Linked DNA regions of Arabidopsis thaliana: region 1 is linked to region 2. A link is a contact called in public capture Hi-C data. All regions are on one chromosome and are shown on one strand. The core of a region is the stretch at or near the end of the contact, and the rest is flanking DNA. Distances in the headings are between cores, read along the strand shown.

What was found. Capture Hi-C pulls out chosen DNA fragments and counts their contacts.
Region 1: a capture Hi-C map of seedling shows a contact between it and region 2, with 2.1 times the contacts expected there. The contact joins the promoter of AT2G15980 here to the promoter of AT2G15695 in region 2. A contact is called at or near these places in 1 of 26 Hi-C or Micro-C datasets (root) and 1 of 3 other capture datasets (seedling).

What each region holds. Positions count from the first base shown.
Region 1 is chr2:6,951,495-6,954,194 of TAIR10.1, forward strand. It overlaps AT2G15980 (Tetratricopeptide repeat (TPR)-like superfamily protein), which reads right to left and starts at 1,351. Exons shown (of 1, transcript NM_127157.1): 1 at 1-1,351. The coding sequence starts at 1,351. It also overlaps the pseudogene AT2G15990.
Region 2 is chr2:6,835,190-6,837,889 of TAIR10.1, forward strand. AT2G15695 (peptide methionine sulfoxide reductase (Protein of unknown function DUF829, transmembrane 53)) reads right to left here and starts at 1,349. Exons shown (of 7, transcript NM_127131.5): 1 at 942-1,349; 2 at 605-662; 3 at 399-479; 4 at 260-295; 5 at 1-149. The coding sequence starts at 1,147. It also overlaps the pseudogene AT2G15700.

The DNA.
Region 1 (2,700 bases), core at 101-2,600, 120 kb after region 2:
TCTCAGCCTGAATGTTCAATGCTCTATCCATCTTCCCATCTTCACACAACCTCTTTACCAACAACTCATAACAATTCCGACTAGGATAAAACATTGCTTCTCTCACCGCATCCTTCACGATATCCGCAGCTTCAACAACTCTCTGTCCATCCCTATCATCACATAGCCCTTCAACTAACGCTTCAATTGTTAAACCATCTGCCTCAAAACCTTTCCTTTTCATCTCCCTATAAACAACCAAACCCGAATCAACATCCCCCGCTTTACAATACCCGTTAACAAGATGCTCATACGTCAAACAAGTACACTCAATCCCCTTCAACCCCATATCTCGAAAAAGCTCCTTCGCTTTCACAACTTCAAAGTTACTACAAAGCCCACCAATCATAGTGTTATAAGCCACAATATCATAAACCACTCCTCTCACCTTCATCTCTTCCCATACCTTCTCCGCTTCACTCATCAAACCTCGCGCACAATACGCCTCCATCAAAACATTATAGCTATAAACATTCGGAGAACATCCAACTTCCTCCTCCATTTCTCTCCATATCCTCTCCACCATCTCAGTCTCACCTTCTCTATAAAAACTCACCATCATCGAATTAAAAGTGGTCGCATTTGGCTTAATCTTACCTATCATCTTTTTAGCTTCATCAACACTAACATCATCTAAACCAAAAACTTCTCTATACATCTTATATCCATTAGAAGCACCTCTACGCCTAGAAACCTCTGTGATCAAAGCATTACAAGTACTAATCTGTGCATTGATTCCTCTAGACCTTAACTTTCTCATAACCATCACAGCTCCATCAATCTCTTTCGAATCAAGACAAGATTTTATCAACAAATCGAATACAAACGGAGCAGAGCCACATCGATTATAACTCTTAATCAACGAACGGAACACTTTCAAGACTCTGTCTTCGTCTTCGTCGGTGGCGGCGAGACGGAGAGCGAGACGTATGATTTCACTAGCGTGGCTTTTGAGACGAGATCGAGAGAGGATGTGGATGAGAGTTGAGCAGGAGTGTGTGTCGTGAGAGCAGAGAGAGTAACGGCGAGTGAAGAGGAAGAAACGGAGAGAGAGGTGAGGATTGTTGCGGAGGCAGAGAGTGATTTCGGAGAATTGAGAAGGTGTGAAGCCTGAAGGCTGGAGTGATCGGAGAGTGGACCAACGGGATTTGGAGCGGTGGTGTGTTAGGATTGAGACGGCGTCGGAAATTAGAGGATCTGATGGCGGAGACGGCGGAGAAGAGACGGTAGTGAGGAGAGAGATTGAGAGGATTGCATCGGGTTTGGGTTTCCGGGTCGGGTCGAGTATCCGTCTTAGTATTGAAGTTGACATTTTAAAAGTTTCTTTTACTTTCGAGTTGAACTCTCACAGTTTTATACTCTGGTTTGGAGAAAAACTGGGTAAAAAAATCTGACAAAACAGCCGATTCCTGCATAAACTTAGCTAACTATGAACTGAAAGAAACATATACGTGGGGTTATTGGCCCAAAGACATATATATGGTTCTCTTATGCAACTCCCGAGTACTCTCTTTCTTTGCATGGTTGATACATGATCGGATAGTATCAGAATTTTTCACATTGTTTGGGATTAAGATTTTTAAGTATTATATAAACGATGTCACAATTCTTAACTCTTGAGCTAGCTTTTGGGTTAAGTTAGGCCACATTTCTAATAGATAGACAATGTTTTTTGTTATAATGTTGAAGAGAGAAAAAATCACCTCTTCTTCTCTTTTTGATACTCATCGTAAATATGGCTTTTCTTACGCATAAATTTTGTGGGATTGACTTCCACACCAATTAGAATTAGGTTCTCTCTTCTCTACATAACTTAACTCTTACCTCCGATTAAACTCTTCCTCCTAAGGTATGTCTTCCAATCGACGATTTACCGCATTTGGAGGGAAAGAAACGCAAGGCGACATGGGGAAATAAAATCAACTCACAACCGGCTACTCAAGCTCATCGACAAGAACATAGAAATCGACTCAACTCAATACGTGAAACAATGGACAGAAACTACGACTACGGACGGATGGAGTGGCTCACCCTCAGCTCCATTCCGTAAGGCAGTCATCAAGTTTTTTTTATCACTTCAAGATTCTTTCAAAAATATAATTCAAAAACAGATGCATTCATTGTAAAAACATTTTTTGGTTTAATACAATTTTACATTCAATTTTTTAAAAAATAAAAATCTCACCTTTCTTAAAAATATTTTTTAAATTTTAACTTTTTCTTTATAGGTTTTTAAACCTTCGTATTTTAGTAAAAGGTAAATATTTAATAAACTTAGGCCATCTACATCGTTGATTCTCAAAAAGAGTTTCTCATGAATAAAATTTTATTTATTTTAATCAAATTCAGATAAAGTATTAAATTTTAATTAAAAAATAAAATCAACAATTCCTGAAAAAACACAGAGACGATTCTCACTTCTCTCTCCTCTTTTTCACTGCTTTATATTATTTTAATAATAAATATCTCTTCTAGATACTGCTGATGAAGGTGCTTATCAGATTAGATACCGGTTTAGCTGGTTAACTTAAATCAATTGTATAGCTATAGTATAAATACATGTACATTACACATTATGTGATTGAATGAGAAAATCAGATTAATATCCTCAACAAACTCTCTCTGATCTTCTTCTTCGTAATATGGTATCAGAGCCAACAA
Region 2 (2,700 bases), core at 99-2,598:
GCCACCCAAGATACTAGTCTAGAAGGACCAGACATTCGTCGTATGGTGGGATGTAGTGCGAATTTCACATTCAAATCACTCGTAAAATCCAACGGGCCAGAGTCATAGACATGTCCAGAAAGACAGGTTCTAACCAACTGGCTATCATCCTTCACAAAATTAGAAAACAATCAATGAGTCAAAACTAAATCAAGAGAGAAACAACATAAAAGCAGCATTTGATGACTTCAAATAAAACTGTATAGGAGACAATTCTCACCGGATGAATTTGAGCTTCACAATCATCCATGATCACCTGCATTGTTTAACATACTTTTAGATACCCATTGAAACAGAAACATAAAAAACAGCACAAAATGACCACAAAGTAGCTGGAAGTTGAATCCTTTTAAGCTTACCTGTAGAACTTTATACATACAAGCTTTAGGAGCACCAGAGAAAGCTAGAAAGATAACAGGACATGGTCTACTCTTTAACTCCTGAACAATAACAACAATAGCAACATTAAGTAACACACCAAAACCAAAAAAGAGAGAATCATTTAACATAAACATGTACCAATCTAAAAAAAGAACTCATCACATTCCTGACCATAAAACCTTACCTCAACAAGTTCAGAAAGAAGATGGAATGCTAAAGAAAGAGCCATTTCAGGATAAACCCTGAAAAACATAGACAAATAATCAAAACTACTTTTAGAGATTCTCAAAGAATATCTAAACGGAATCTTTTAGATTTCTTTACAATTTTGATTGATAAGAATTCACAAAAACGACATTTACAGAAAAAATCACAAGGAACCAAAAGATTTTTTCTGCTAAATGCTCATTTACAAATACTAAGCTACACAAAACCATTGATCATCGGAAAATTCTCAGAAATTAGCTAGTTCGCCGGAAAATATACTCAGAGAGATAGAGAGAACAAGAGAACGAACTTACGCGGTGAGAAAATCAGCGCGGCAAACAAGAGAATTCCAACCAAGAGAAGAATAAAGATCAACGAAATTCATAAGCTGGTTCTCGTTAATCGAGCTCCAAACAAAGATCACAACAACACCGTTAGATCCACCACCGTCAACAACCGCCGCATCTTCCATCTCTTTATCTAACTTCTTCCCCCAATAAACCCTACCACCGCCGATCATTTTCTCCGGCGACGAGACGACGATTATGATTCACTCAAGTTTTGATTTTGGTTATGAACCACTCGACGAAAGATGAGATCTTTGGGATACGGGTCCGTGGTTGTTATCATCACCCACGTCAGATCCTTGTGTTTAATTTTACCTCTTGGCGTAGTTTAGTTATTTCGGTTATAATGCGCCTTTTTTTTTAACGACGTTGTTTGTTTGCCACGTCATTAGTTTACCGTGTAAGTAATGGTCAAATACTATAAACAAGACATGTTTGCTTCATCCACGACTTCTGTAAGAAATGCAAAAGGTCTCTTTTTTTTAATATAAAGGGTTCCTATCATTCCTCCAAAATTGGAGTATGGAGATTAACAAAGTCCAATTTAACAACGATAGGTTCAAGTTGATGCTCGTTTAACTCGTAAAATATACGACGCATGGCTTAGATAGACTCTTTCTATGTCACATCTCCAACTGATTACATGTTCTTTCGTGAAAATGTAATTTGTCGTGGTAGGTTAAATTGTTTGACTATCATGATAAATTTACCGCAGCAATTTTTTAAATCAGTAGATTTCACCCAAAGACACTGATTTTCAAACATAAAAACTGGTCCGGTTATATGATTCTATCTACATATATATACTTTTGATCGAGGACAATTTTTTTAGATACAACATTCATTCGTACAAAGAGGAATGTCTAAAATTCCCTAAATATTTATAGAATATTAGAGTCCCAGTCAACTTAAATTTTGTTAATTATATACAATTGTAATGACCCGTTCATATCGTTTATACAAATTAATCAATTTCCTTCTCGCATGATCCACACAATTTCATTTATAATGGATATGATCCTCTTACTTTTTTTTTCTGTCAATGATGTTCTTCAAAAACTTCACAATATTGTGCAACACATAGAAGCCTCACATTTTTCAAGATGATCTAACAAAAGCAAACTTGTTGTTTGGATTTGACATAATACAATTATTGGGCCTTAATAGGCCAACGAAATTGGCAAGGTGAAGAAGAACAAAAGTGTGGGCAAAAGTCTGTGCCCCATTTACGTCACCTATAAATGCATTACAACGTGCGACGTATAGTGGAGGTAGGTGAAAAAAGAATCTAAAGAGAGTTATAGAGAAGAGAGATAAAAGAGCTTCTAAAGCAACCTTTCTTCTTCCTCTTTGTTGTTTTTGAATTTTTGTTCTTCTTGAGTGTAAATCTGTAAAAACCAAAAGACAACATCACAAGTTAGTGGTGTGTTTGTAATCCCTTTGATATAGTGAAGCTTGGGAGCAAGACATCTCCCCCGAGACGTAGCGGTTGAGGCCGTGAACTCGGTTATCAATTTTCTGTGTCTGTTTATTTCTTTACCAAGCAATCTCTATCACTCTTTTCTCCACAAGTGGTATCAGAGCTCCAGGCTTGTATAGGGTTGTTAAGGAGTTTCAGCTAAGGAGTTTCAGATCAGGGGTTACAAGAAGTTTTAAAAGATGAGTAGTAACGCTCGGGTTGAGGTTGACAGATTTGATGGAACCGGTGACTTCTCTTTGTGGAAGG